2 separate regions of the Mus musculus genome follow, and region 2 is linked to region 1. Evidence: chromatin contacts called from public HiChIP or PLAC-seq data. All regions are on one chromosome and are shown on one strand. The core of a region is the stretch at or near the end of the contact, and the rest is flanking DNA. Distances in the headings are between cores, read along the strand shown.

Evidence for each region. HiChIP or PLAC-seq counts read pairs in DNA pulled down with a chosen protein or histone mark.
Region 2: a RAD21 HiChIP or PLAC-seq map of pro-B cells shows a contact between it and region 1, with 33 times the contacts expected there. The contact joins two enhancer-like sites. A contact is called at or near these places in 1 of 15 datasets of contacts at CTCF or cohesin (pro-B cells) and 8 of 484 Hi-C or Micro-C datasets (CD4 T cells, LSK cells, astrocytes and 5 more).

Annotation. Positions count from the first base shown.
Region 1 is chr16:51,311,251-51,318,818 of GRCm38.p6, forward strand. No RefSeq gene overlaps it. Among named protein-coding and RNA genes, the nearest start is that of Gm32431, 260 kb to the left of the region's middle. Within about 2 kb of position 4,516, at least 8 of the 459 cell types and tissues checked have an H3K27ac peak or open chromatin away from gene starts, as enhancers often do. A contact at or near this core is called in pro-B cells, where this site is marked.
Region 2 is chr16:52,160,615-52,168,182 of GRCm38.p6, forward strand. It overlaps Cblb (Casitas B-lineage lymphoma b), which reads left to right. Exons shown (of 18, transcript NM_001033238.1): 11 at 3,682-3,867; 12 at 5,375-5,737. Among named protein-coding and RNA genes, the nearest start is that of Gm23513, 59 kb to the left of the region's middle. Within about 2 kb of position 4,802, at least 4 of the 459 cell types and tissues checked have an H3K27ac peak or open chromatin away from gene starts, as enhancers often do. A contact at or near this core is called in pro-B cells, where this site is marked.

The DNA.
Region 1 (7,568 bases), core at 3,266-5,765:
ACCTCACTGGAGCTGAGACAAAGGATGGACCATCTAGAGACTGCCATATCCAGGGATCCATCCCATAATTAGCCTCCAAACAATGACACCATTGCATACACTAGCAAGCCTTTGTTGCAAGGACCGTGATATAGCTGTTCCTTGTGAGACTAGGCCAGGGCCTAGCAAACACAGAAGTGGATACTCACAGTCAACTATTGGATGGATCACAGGGCCCCCAATGGAGGAGCTAGAGAAAGTATCCAAGGAGCTAAAGAGATCTGCAACCCTATCGGTGGAACAACATTATGAACTAACCAGTACCCCAGAACTCTTGACTCTAGCTACATATGTATCAAAAGATGCCCTAGTCAGCCATCACTGGAAAGAGAGGCCCATTGGTCAGGCAAACTTTATATGCCCCAGTACAGGGGAACGTCAGGGCCAAAAAATGGGAATGGGTGGGTAGGGGAGTGTGGGGGGGGAGGGTGTGGGGGACTTTTGGGCTAGCACTGGAAATGTAATTGAGGAAAATACGTAATAAAAAAAATCAAACCAATGTTTCTACTAGTCAGACTCTAGTTAATGACAAATCTGAGGACATATGAAGACAGAAATATTAAATGCTGTATTACTGTTTCTACCACAATTACATTTTACTTTTAGAGATGTTACCTTATTTAAAAAAATGACATTTCATATTAATAACTGCCATAAAAGAGAATAAAATATATAGAGAGATAAAATATAGGCTGCAGTATTTTTACTAGCATGGGTTAGAAAGTATGTAGGCTGAGAACCTATTTTAAAAAAAAGAAATTTAGGGTGGCTATGGAAGAGTAGAAATTAAGGTAGAGATAATAACAGAAAAAAAACATTTGAGAAGAATCTTTTAAGTATGAAATGAAGTAATCAGTTATGTGGTAGGGTTTGTAGGGTAGGGGTTGTTGACCAAAGATAAAAGTCCCATTTATGACCCTACTGAATGATGATATTATAAAGTAAGTAAAAGTTGGGGAAATACAGAAACTGAAATAAGATGTCAGTAATCAGGTCTTAGTCACCAAATGAATTGATGTTAAAATAATCATTAAGGTTACTATTTACTGAGTATTTCCTACTCTTGTTCTAGGTACAGATAGGTTTCCTACTGTCACATTCCCCTACACTGAGATATGGCATCATGGTTTTCTTTAGCCAGTGGTCATGAACACAAGTGCTGTGTGCTTTTTTCACATGTGTGGTGTTTAGAATCGAGCTATGAAGTCATCATGCTGAAATGAAATGCAGAAAACTCATATTGAGCATTTGCCAAGTAAACATGCCCCATGTTAAGCTAGGGTGAGCTGGCAATTCTTAACTTGCATTGACCTAAAACATCCTAAGCTATACATGTTGCCTGATGTTCCTGGTTACACAATGACCACACCGGGCCCATTTAGCTTGGGTGAATTCATTCACTTATTACTGAGACCTTATTTCATGGCTAGATTCAGAATCTTAAGAAGTGCTGCATTTTCAGGCATTGGAGATTGGCTTCATCCAGAAAAACTCTTTGGATACTTATTAGAACATGAAGGCATTCTTTGCAATTACAAAGCAGAATAGAGCAGTAGCTGTCCCTCAGGAGATTTGAAGCCCATGTCAGTAATTAGTATTAGACATATCTTTAAGAGCCACTGCAGTCACTCTTAAATAGCACTTATCTTATTGGAATCTGAAATACTAGGTAGACAGAAGAGCTAACACTTTCTAGGAAAGGGCAGAAAAACACTCCACTGGGACTGGAAAATGAGAGATATGGTGGACTATTCAGCCTGAGAGTGGTGTGTATGGAATTAAACCAATTTGTGGGTGCTGGGTGGGTGACAATGCAAAAACTGCTCCCGAGGTTTGTAGTTAACTGTAACCCATACTGTCCCTCTTGTTTCTTTCTTACTCAGAGCTATGCAGATCTGAAGCTGAATGTGCGACATAGCAGGAAGTATTATTGTCATCAAGGGTTACAGGCTGTGTGTTTCTGCCCTGAACTATAGGAAACCCAGTATCTGGCTGGCAAACGTCTGCATGGGCACTCACTGGTCATTATCACGAGGACCAATTTTCATCTATTATTATTGCTGTTACAATGTTTCTTCCTCAGTTAGCTGCAGTTACGCCTCCAGTGTTTTTGAATGTTATTGCTTAATCTTTACTTTTTTATGAATTTAGAAATTACAAGAGAAATCAATGGAAAAGAAAGCGGTTTAGCCACTAGGTGAGGTTAGTGTCTACTTGGCCTTCTTGAGAACCACTTTTAAAACGTATAAGCTTCCACCACATACACAAATAAATTTGTACTTTGGAGAAAAGGACTTTATTCAGCATTGTTTGTGAATTGTGATACCCTCTCTTTCAACATTGCGTGCACACCATTCTCAAACAAAAACATTCTCAAACAAAAATTTCTGTGCAGTTGGTCACCATGATACTGTGGAGGGAAGAGGGGGGATAGCCTAATACTATGTTCACAAAAAAAATATGAAGCATATTTGTTCTCTAAACATTTTTGTTACTGCTGAAATATTGGAGCCACACGCTAATTTTTCCTTCCATAATAACCTCCTATAAAGTACTAGAAACTTCCAGCACTTGGTTCTTTAGAAAATGGGTACTAACAAGGTAACAAGGTTGTATTTGTTCTGTGTTGTTTTGTTGTATCTTTTAATTGTTGAGGATGCTAATCTGAAGAATGGGAAAGCATCTTCTACCCCTGGGGATGAGGCTGTTCTTAGACTGAATTTAGACTAATCAAACGCTAGAGCCAATAGCTTGTCAGAAATGCCAAGTATGCTTAGGTACTCCGATTGCCTTATATCCCCTAAATCTCTATAGTCTATGTCATACCTTAAGGTCTGCTTTTCAAATCATTAGCCAGAAAAGATTAACGAGACAAAATGTTTTAGATAGGTCCTCACCAAAATTTGTTATGGAAATATAAAAGAATACTACAGAATTCATTGTATATCATAATAATTGGACAACTTTTATTGATTTTCCTCTTGAATGGTTTCATAAATGTGTGCAATACATTCAGTTTTCCCCGTTAACACACGAGATTCAGGGAGATTGACTGATTCGTCTGTCCAGATCTACTGAAGTTGAAGCGGCTTTCCTCTATGGGCTATGCTATGATCGATTCATAATTCTCACAGATGAACTACAGTACCAGCCTAGGAAACAGTGGCCCAAGAAAGAAAAAAACACTCTAAGGAAAATTGTGATGATGAAGAGTGAAACATTTGGGAAAGAATATTCAAGTTTTCTGAAACAGAAACAGCTGGTGACATGGTTATAATATGTTATGTGAAAGTGCATAAAGGGCTCACTTACCAAAGGTAGCTAGAAGTCAAAACATACTAGATACTTCCACTGCCACCTCTAGCTATAAATTGCCTATGAGTATGGTGACCTCTGCTTTTAGGTCACCTGGAGTTGATATTTTCCATTCCTTGGGAAACACTTCCCTAAACACCTCTATTTTAGTTTGGGAGAGAGTTCCAGAAAATCACTCTGTACATCAATTCAGTCTCCCTCTTTGTCACCTGCCCTCTATAAACAACTTCCTGTTTCATATCATATCATCGCTGACTGTTATCATTGTTTGTCAAAAAAACAAAACAAAACAAAAACCAGATTTTCCTGTTTTCTCATGAGTTTAACAATCCTTCACTATGACATTTGATTCATGTCACTGTGGTCCTTGTAACTTACACTCTGAGGTCTATTTGCCATTGCTGATCCAAGTGGTGATGACTCTCAGGGAATCTGTACGATCCCTGATGGCAGACCTGAGTACAAAGGTAAATGCTGAGGATGCTCGTGCAGAGTAGAAATACCCTTCCCTTAGGTCTCTGGGACATCAGGAAAGATGTTTTACCTTTAAAGATGTACTGTTAACAGCCTCCATTCAGCTTGGACAGGACCAGCTTCCACTGTCAGAGTGTTCTCAAGCTGATGGTTTTGCCTATTTATTTATGCTTCCGGACAAAAAGAATAGATCCATAGATGTTTAGCGATTGAATTAATCATTCCATTAATGAAAACAGTTCACATTCACGTTTATTTCAAGACAATTACACACACACACACACACACACACACACACACACACACACACACAGGCCCAGATACAGAGAATGCACTTGCATCTATATTACACTTGCTTATATATAGGGAGGAGAAAGAGGAGGAGGAAGAAGAGAAGGAGGAGGAGGTTTTAAAAAATCATACTTCTTATTCTCATGTCCCTCGATAGTTTCATTAAATTGTACTATTTACAACTATAGCATGCCTAAAATATCACTTGAAAGATGTAGTATTTTGTTTTCCTCCAAACTGACGAGGAAACCAGAAGCTCTCTGGTTCCCCAGATATATTGGAGAAAATCACATTTCTTTATAACAAATGATTCTAGCAACAGAATCAGCAAACTCCAACGGTACTTAGATGTTGCTTTTTCCATACACTAGGGGGCACTCGTGATTTATTCAACGCTACTCTTAGACTTTTATTAAAAATTCAGTGTTGCCAGCAACTTTTTACCTTTGAATGGGCAGGATGGAGTAACAACCAAATGTTCAAAAGATTGCGTTTAAGCAGAGAATGGTTAAAATATAGTCTCTGTAGCACCCAGAAGGAGAGAAGTGTCTATTGTCTACCTTTTTAGGTTAATACTATTCCCATCCTGAAGTTGTACTGAGTTCAAAGTTATTACTGTGTTACAGCAGATTCGGGCTGAAATTTGTTAAAGAAGAGATAGGTGATTAAACACCACATTTGTATGTACAGTTTTTCCTGTTGACTCTTATTTTATTTTTCTTTCTTTCTTTCTTTCTTTTTTTTGGGGGGGGGGCGGGAGCTTCTGTAGAAGGACAGGGTTTTTAATGATCAAAAACACGTGTATGTAGGCTACTAGAAGAAACTAATCGGGCTCTATTCATTTAGATTTAACGAGGTGGGATAAAAAGAAGTTATAACACAAGGGCAGAACAAATACCCAAGACCTTCATCAGCAAAGTTCAAAATATTAGAGAAGAAGCCCTAATTATGTGTATAATGTGTGCTCTGAAGCTTTGACAGAGGAGGGCGAAATTAACAGCAAAGGCAGAACCCACAGAAGGAAATGGAAAGAAGCTCCAATGTTTGCTGTGAAGGCTTGAAACCAAAGAAGCTACCAATTAAAAGCACTGACAGTAATTCCATGAGGTGTGACTAAGATAGCTGAAGCAACACTAACCAGAGGTCATAGTACAATCTACTTTGCGTGTATGTTTTTTTCATCATCGGTTGTTTTTAAAAATGTGTTTCACACTTCCCTAAAGCTTAGCATTAGTTTAAAGGAAGGAAGACTACTTAAAATTTTTTTCTTTTACTCATTTAATCTTCAATCAGGTTTTCCTGCCACCCAAATGAAGCTGTTGATTCTATCTTCATGGAGCCAAGAGTGATGACTGTCTCCTGTACTTCAGGGAACACTGCCTAATAGTGGACAAGGTCAGTTGTACTTTTTGCTTTTGTGACCCCTTAAAGAAAATGAGTCACAGTAGCCTTGCAAACCTGCCTGATCTGTACCACATGCTCTCAGCTGTCACTAGTAAAGCAAAGGCGAGCTGCAGATTAGACAGACACACAGCCATATTTAGCAGACACACAGCCGTGCTAGGCTGAGTGCTTGTGGGAGATAATAACTACTCACGGCAGCGCTGCCTCCAGGTTTGTCTCCTCCTGAATCCCATGCCACCTTCTTGCTCTCTTCTAAATTAGTTTCTCCTAAGCCCAATAAGCCTCCTTTGACCTGAAGTCATTCCTTTTGCTATCTGGTTTCTACTCCTACCCAGATGACTAGATTACTTGCTGACTTCAGGCCTTTTCCTGTCAGCTTCAGGAGATAGTGGCTGTTCAATGACAGGAATGTTTATAACTGTTTGTACACATCTCCTAACCTGGAAAGAAGGATGTAGCAGCTTACATAATAGAAATTTAGAAATGTATGTATATATATATATATATATATATATATATATATATATATACACACACACACACACACATATAAAGATTTATATGTTAAAGCTATACATATGTATATATAATAAAGCTGGTTATCTATATCTATCTATATCTGTAACTGTACCTATATCTACTTGCAAACAAATTAATAACTGAAGAATGGCTTGATAGAATCAAATAGTATTAAAATTTTGAGTTATTAAGTATTTACTGCTTTCCTGTCTCCATCTGCACCTGGGAGCTAAGGCAATTCCACAACCCTCTGTACACAGGCCCTCCAGGAGAGAGCTGGTCTCCCAGGAGTGAGAGCACTCCTGTGATCAGACGTGAGATCTCTGCTTTCTCTCCAATAATTGTCCAAAGTGGGATGAGCCAGCAGTGCACAGGGCACAGGAACAGTGGAACAGCTGAGACACGATCCTTCCATACTCCATCTGCACGCAGGAGCTAAGGTTATTCCACAGCCCTCGATACCCAAACACTGTCCAGGAGAGAGTTGGTCTTGCCAGGAGTGCTGACACAGGCTTAAAGGCCCACAGGAAGGACAAGCTACAGTCAGAGACAGCAAGACCAACTAACACCAGAGATAACCAAATGGTGAAAGGCAAGAGCAAGAACCTTACCAACAGAAAACAAGGCTACTTGGCATCATCAGAACCAGTTCTCCCACCACAGCCAGTCCTGGATAACACAACACACTGGAAAAGCAAGATTTTAATTAAAAAATCACATATCATAATGCTAATAGAAGACTTTGGGAAGTACATAAATAACTTCCTTAAAGAAATGCAGGAGAACGCAGGTAAACACGTAGATGCCCTTAAAGAGGAAGCACAAAAATCCCTCGAAGGAATTACAGGAAAACACAACCAAACAGGTGAAGAAACTAAACAAAACAATCTAGGATCTAAAAATGGAAATAGAAAAAAAAATAAAGAAATCACAAAGGGAGACAATCCTGGAGATAGAAAACCTAGGAAAGAGACCAGGAGTCATAGATGTAAGCATCACCAACAGAATACAAGAGATCAAAGAGAGAATCTTATGCAGACGATACCATAGAAAACATTGACACAACCGTCAAATAAAATGCAAAAATGCAAAAAGGTTCTAACCCAAAACATCCAGGAAATCCAGGATATAATAGAATAGGAAGACCAAACCATATAGGTATAGAAGAAAGGAAAGATTCCCAATTTAAAGAGCCAGTAAATATCTTCAACAAAATTATAGAAGAAAACTTTCTTAACCTAAAGTAAGAGATGCCCATAATCATATAAGAAGCCTAAAGAACTCCAAATAAACTGGACCAGAAAAGAAATTCCTACTGTCACGTGATAATTAAGACACCAAATGAACAAAACAAAGAAAGAATTTTAAAAGCAGTAAGGGAAAATGGTCAAGTAACATATAAAAGCAGATCTATCAGAATTACACCTGACTTCTCCCCAGAGACTATGAAAGCCAGAAGATCCTGGAAAAATGTCATAAAGACCCTAAAAGAACACAAATGCCAGCCCAGACTACTATACTGAGGC
Region 2 (7,568 bases), core at 3,552-6,051, 850 kb after region 1:
GTGTGAGAGAGAGAGAGACAGAGAGAGACAGACAAACAGACAGATAGACAGACAGACAGACAGGTAAATAGATGATAGATAGATAGATAGATAGATAGATAGATAGATAGATAGATAGAGAGAGAGAAAGAGAGAAAGAGAGAAAGAGAGAAAGAGAGAAAGAGAGAAAGAGAGAAAGAAAGAAAGAAAGAAAGAAAGAAAGAAAGAAAGAAAGAAAGAAAGAAAGAAAGAAAGACAGACTTTTGTCTGTTTTTCTCCATCTTTTGCTTCTGGATCAAAATGTAAGCTCTTAGCTACTACTCCAGTGCCATACCTGCCTGCCTGCCTGCCTGCTTGCCTGCCTGCTGCCATGATGGTCATGGACCATCTGAAACTATGAGTCCCAAATTAAATACCTTCTTTCTATAAGGTCATCGTGTTTTAAGATAGCAGTAGAACAGTATCTAAGAAACCAGCCTACCTTCTCTCCACAGTGGACTAACTATGTCTTAGTGAGGCAGCAGGATGGCCACACTACTTCTCTCAGAGAATGCCAAGAAATGCTTACCACATGTTTCATTTTCAGTTTCTTCCCAGTGTCTCAATTTGAATTTCTTTCAAATGCTTACAGGTTGAGGCTTCTGGGAGCTTGGCTGTGGAGAAATATGCTGCATTGGTTCTATACCATGTGCTTCATATAACCTTTTGCTTATTACTGAAATGGGGCAGTGCTAGAGATAAGGAAGAATAGAGAACATTAACTGTCTGTGCCTAACCATAAACTGTGTGAAAATGTTTGAGTGTGAACTAAACATTGTCATTGTGTGTAACTTCTGAATAATACTTTATACTAGCTATTTTAAATACTTTTAATTTCTGATGTGCCCACAACTTAATACAATAAATGAAGACCAAGATAATAGTTGGAAGCAAAGAAAATAGACTTAAAATATTTTCTTCTATTTTATGTGGTTAAAAAATTACCTCTATTCATTAATCCTCAGGCATTTAGAGAGGAATATTGACTCTCTGAATCCTTCCCATCATGCTTATTATAATACAAGCATCTCCCTTGTTCAAATATGAAATTCATTAAGTAGAGATCTTGCTCGAAGTATCATAAGGCGACTTTGATTATCTCTGTATTGTTAGAACTCTCATTAGTTATTGGGAGCTTTTCTCCTGCTCCATTTTTATAATAACCTGCCTAGACTTAGAGCTCCTTAGCAGATGTCTCGCCATTTCCATAATAATGGATCTCATTAAAGCGTCTTCTAAAGTCGTTCTTTAAAGGTGTGGAGAAAGGGAAAAGTGACTCCAGTGGGTGAGCCCCCCACCCCCAATGGTTAGCAATTGCTGAGCAAGAGGCAGTGAAGTTTAAATGCTTTGCCTCTTCGGCTTGTTCCGTGAAGATTTTCTGTTAAAGTCACAGATGTGGATCCTGCCGTCTGTATGGCGGTCACTAACATTGTGTCTTACGTAGTAAAACACATTGCACATTTTGTCAGAGAAGTAAATGAGTAAGGGGGATTGGTAGGCATAAGCACATGAAACTGTGGTTCTGATATTTCTAGAGTCTCCAAATCCCTGCCCGTGGAAGATGTAAACTTAGGAGATGAGGTTAGACACATAGGCTGATGAGGTAATCTGGAGACAGAAATCAAGGCCTGTGGATTCTGACCAGAGCTGAAAGGAAAAGATCGGGTTCTGAGGGTACTAACGGTGGCAGAGACCCAAAATCAAGATTAACAAATGATTTGTTACTCATTTCCCTAAACTGGAAAGAATGGCCCGTTCTCCCCAGTGTGAATGGTTTGAATGTTATATCATAAATTCTTTGTATTAATGCCACACATAATAGTTAATTTCTCAGTAAGTCTGTCTGTCACTTATTCTGTAATGGAAAATCTGTATGGTCTTTTCTTTAAAGTCTAATGTTAAGGCTACATTATAATACAGACAGACAATGAGCCCAGAACAAGTCCTCACAGCAGGGTAATGATTGTTAAATGCCAGGGTATCTATTCAAAGCACCTTGAGAACTGCGTTCTGGGATCATATTTAATGGTGGTTAGATTCTCTTGGTATAGTGCTAAGCAGTGTAGAGCAGATTCAAAACTGCATTTTTGGTAAGTAACAAGCATCAATAGCAATTTGTAGGAATTAATTTAAAGTTTACATAGTGAAAGTATATATTATTTGCATTAGAGAGCTAATAAGTGAAACAAATTGAAAAACATGTGTGGAAATTGGCACCATGTCCAGGGAAACATTATCAGTTACAAAGAATGTGCCAATATGCATACTTCTAAACTTTGCACATTATAATTTGGGGTTTCTGACTTTTAAACTCTGCCTTAGAAAAACATGATCATAGAAAAGTCACTTCTAAATTTGGTTTCGTATTGATCACTGTTAGTACAAGAAAACAATCCACCAAGTGTTTCTGTTTTAATATGTTTGTAATAGAAGACTTCTATTCTTAATATTTATGCTGATTTCAGTACTTTAAGCGATATTAGCGGTTTTTTGCTGTGATGGTGAAATTGCACATAAGCAGTGGGAGAAGATGCTTCTCTTACGTACCACTGCAAATTCTTTTTCTCCCTATTTATTTTTAATTAGCACAGTTCTTTCATACTGTCATAAGTATGACAACTTTGGTTTGCACATGAATTTCTAGCTGTCTAACCCCAGGGTGTCACCAGTTTCTGACATCTCACTTGGCGGGCAGTATGTAGCTCTCCGCTTTACTAAGTCCTTGTGAGGACATTTCAGACAGTAGCTATCCTATGTCCTGTCCTGTGGGATACTAGCACTCACCTGCACTGTTAGGTTCATTTTCATACTCATTACCAAACACCCATCTATCCCAGTCCTACCCTCTGGTGCTCACTGTTTCTGCTGTCCTGTGAGTGGGCTTTTTTTTCACTTTCACATAGAGAATGCACAGCATCTGCCTTTTAGTATCTGCCTTAGCCCATAGGACCCTCTATGCATGTCACCACAGATATCCCTGAATAATACTCCACATTCTTTATCCATTGGTAGACACAGTGATTCCATATCTTGGCTGCTGTGAATAGTGCTGTTGTACGTAAGAGGAATACAAGACAACTCTTACACATAATGGCATCATATCTTTGGATGCTTACCTAGTGGCCGCTCAGATGATTTTTTTTTTAAAAAAGGATTTACAAGGGGGAATGTCATTCACCATCCCCTAAGTGTAGCTTGAGCAGTGACTCCCAGAGAGGACGAAGACCGTGACGCAGCATAGAACCTTGACTTCTGCAGCACATGCCCGGGCCCTCTGAGATTTGCATAGCTGCTTCTGATGAAAAGCATTTAGCTTCAGGACTTCCTTTCCATATGGAAGTTTAAGGAAAAAATATACTTGGTTGAACTGTGTGTGTTTTACATGTCTCCTTGTTTTAAGGCTGATCTCCGTTCCTAGTTTTCCCTGAGCAACATGTGGAATAAATGCACAGTGTGTAGAATCTGTTTACAGGTGTGAGAGAAACCCTTCAGTTTGTTCCCTTGGTTATCCTCCCCTCAAGGACCCCACTGAGATCTCCCGATCTGTCATTCATCATTTACTTTAACAAGTATGCAGCTGGCCTTCACTGTCCTCCTCAGCAAGGACAGGCTGTTCTTCCCTTTGCACACAGGTACCCAGCATCCTCTCTGCTTCTCTCCTAGTGCACGGACAGGCAGAACTCACCAGTCACATCGCCAGGCTCCTCACCCCTTGCCCAGAGAAGAAAGCCTCAGCCAGACCCTCTCCAGATCCCCCACCTCAGCCTGCCACCAGTGCCTCCCCGCCTAGATCTCATTCAGAAAGGCATCGTGCGCTCTCCGTGTGGCAGCCCCACAGGCTCGCCAAAGGTGAGTCAGCGCCTCCCTCGGGAACACAGCAGGCAGTTCTCTGGGCTTTCTGTGTACCTATATATTACTTAGGCTTGTTTATAACAACAGTGGTAAGTTTCTCATTTTATTTATACCAAGCCTGCTGTCATATCCCTTGCTTTATTGCTATAAAATTACTATGAAAGTTATATAATTACTCAGAGCCTGTCTATAGACCCCAGATTTGCTTAAGTAAATAGCAGTGTAAGGTATAATATCTATAAAATGCATTTAAAAGGTCATCATATGCATTACAATAATTTGCGTGCTGTTATTATCAAATGGTATTTTACACTTACTTTCATAATGTCATAACAAGAAAAATGCCAGGGGAGTGTATTGGCATAAGGGCTTGAGGTGTGATACATTATCACCCATGCTGCAGGTTACTCAGAGGACGGATCATACAGACTGCGCTTCAACCCAGGAAATTAATTACAACAAATTACAATGTTTGCAAAGTCATTATTTTACTGTTTAATATTAAAGGCATAATTTTAACTTAAGCCTACGGTTCATTGTAGTTTTATGCGGGATTCTTTGAAATTTTAATGATAAAGAGCATGTATTTTATTAATGTAAATTCATAAAACCTTTAATACGATTTGCTAATGGACTTATAGTCTAGGATTGCCAAAGAGTACAGCACATTTAGCGCAGTTTTCTTCTCTTACGCTGTCTCGAACTTGGCTTCTATCCCATGACTCCTGGCTAGGGTAGAACTTTGAATTATATAGACATGCAGCAAATTCTTGTTCCTTGACATTTCCTAATGTAAAAACATAAACTATTTATTAAATAAACTTTTAAATAAACACTAAAACCTCTTGAGGGGCGTGCAGAGTCCCCTTGGGAGGATTCCTCTTCCGCCATTTGTCCCCTGGCAGTTAAGACTGGCAGGTGTTCTTCTTTTCATTTTAAGAACCCAGAAAGTCATGAGTCTGTCAGCAACTGCTCTGCCATTTAGATCTTCACTGTTCTAGGAATGCTGTTCAAACTGCCAAAGCGAAGGGCCCACCCATATGGCTGCCATTGTACTATAAAGAGGAAAACAGAGAAGAATCTTAAGACTCTAAATATTGCAAATAATTTCTGTTTTCAAAAGTGAAGAAGCAATAAAAACTGTGTTTCTGAATCTTTGTGTCTCTGGAATCACAGGAGTTTACAAATTCATTGATAATTGCCATGATAATATAATTAATATATAATTGTAACTTTCTATTTCTTTTCTGTATGATTTCTAGAACTCTTACATGTATATCGTCATTTGTTTAAAATTGTTAGTGTGGAACATTGATGTAAGTTTTTCATTAATTTTCAGATTTTTCATTAGTAGTAAAAGAAACATAAAAGGTTATTAGAAATGTAATAATACTGCATTGTGGCTAAAATGGAAATCGAGTAATCTGTGTCTGAAGGTCTTTTCAATGCATGGTACAAACAACGTGCTCTCTTGGATTTGTGTTTTGTCCCCTCTCTCTTTTAGTCTTCTCCATGCATGGTTAGAAAACAAGACAAACCACTCCCGGCACCCCCTCCTCCCTTGAGAGATCCACCTCCTCCACCAGAGAGGCCTCCCCCCATCCCACCTGACAATAGACTGAGCAGACACTTCCACCATGGAGAGAGTGTGCCTTCCCGGGACCAGCCCATGCCCCTCGAAGCCTGGTGCCCTCGGGATGCCTTCGGGACTAACCAGGTGATGGGATGTCGCATCCTCGGGGATGGCTCTCCAAAGCCTGGCGTCACCGCAAACTCCAGCTTAAATGGGAGGCACAGTAGAATGGGCTCCGAGCAGGTTCTTATGAGGAAACACAGACGCCATGATTTGCCTTCAGAAGGAGCCAAGGTAAGAAAATGTGCAATACAGAAGCTGGAGAAGCAGCCTTCGAGCTTTCCCTGGGAGGCTTTCTGCTGGGGCTGAGATACCGGACAGTGTTTAGGTCGGTTGTTTGTACCTGGATGGCACAGTACTTCCTCCGTGCTCTTTAACTAGCTCCATGTTCTGGACAGTGAGGAGCTCACTTAACGTTGAACACGAGGGAAGGGAGGAAAAGACTGTCCCTGTATAATAACGAGATGCAGACACAGGACAGCTGGACAGAGATAGGTCCACTTCCTCACTGTTTTGCTGAGAGCCTCCCCCATGCATAACTCGGTGTTATTGAAGGGACTAGGTCTTCTTGCTCAGTCAGAATCGGGAATGTTGAATCACTGCACGTATCATAAACCAGTCTTCTGATCCAGTCCAGAGTCGGACCTCGCACCTTATAAAACATGACCCAATTCACTCCTGTTTGCCAATCAAACTATTCCTTATAATGACATTCCCACACTCATTTAAACAGGAACCCTCTCTCCCCTACATTTAGGGACGAATCTAAGAGTGCAGGCATCTGAAGAGGCAGCACCAGCAGCCATTGAGACTAGAACACTGAGTGGTCTCCCCAGAAAGCATCCTGAAATTCTTTCTGGTGCTTTATTCTGGTGTTAGCTGTGAGATCAGATCTGTGTCCTCTCCCTCTGTACTGAAAAGAATTTCACCTCTTTAGCTCAGATTCAGTTGGCCCCAGCTTTTTATTGGCTTTGTTAGGAGGTGTAATCTAGTACTTTAAAACTCTGGATTGTATTTAATGTGTTCATCTGACATTTAGAAAACAGCTTATTGGCACACAGGTGTAATCCCAATGGGGATGAGAAGTTTAAGGTTACTCTGGGGAACTCAAGGCCGACAGGGCAACGTGAGACCCTGTGTCACATGAAGGAAGGGGAACAGATACAAAGAAACTATGCAGTGCCATGTACTTACGTGTGTGTGTTTGTGTGTGTCTCTGTGTCCGTGTGTCTGTGTGTGCGTGCACTTGCATGTTTGTATACAAACACCGTGATGGTGAAAACTTTGCTTCCTAACATCACTCCTACAGTGGTCTATCAGGTATCCTGTGGTGAAAAGAGCCAGCTCTCACAGGCATCATACTAAAGCCGAGAGCATTAGTTGCGAACCACAGTTGCCAGTGAGCTGCCATAGCATGGTTTTCAATTCTTTAAGGTTAATTCACTACAGTGTGAGTGTAAGGAGAATGCATATAGAAAAAAACAGTTTGGTAATGTCCTCTAGACGTTAAGAGCCTGTCCTCAGAGGACTTCCCACAGCCTGGAGTCCCAGCTGGAGAGAATTTCTGGGATTTGGTTTAGTTTGTGTTTCTCCTTTAGTCTCTGTTGGCTCATTTGTGCATGGTGACGCTTGTCATGGGAAGAGCCTTGAAACAAGCTCTCATGTGAAGAGACATTTATCCTCAGGGTGCAGGTTACAAGTTATTTCTGAATGACTTCAGAAATACATAGTGTAGTTGACACCACGGCCAGTTCTTTGAAGGCCCCCTCTTTCAGGGTTCTTTTGGATGTTGCCATAAATGTAAACACAAAGCTGGCCTTCCAGAGCAAGGCTGTTAACTTTTTCAGATGTTATAATCTGAAAAGTGGGATGAAGACTTCCTTTGGGTATGGATTTATATTCTGTAATATTAACACTAGTTCTCATATAGTAGTAAAGGGTTCAGTTTTGGTTCTGTTGAGGATTCCAACTACAAAAGTTACCTCTTACTGAGAGGTGGATTTTCATCCTATTTCTAATCAACCTCTTGGATAGTCCCTGGACTTGGATTCAAACTCTTCCCTAA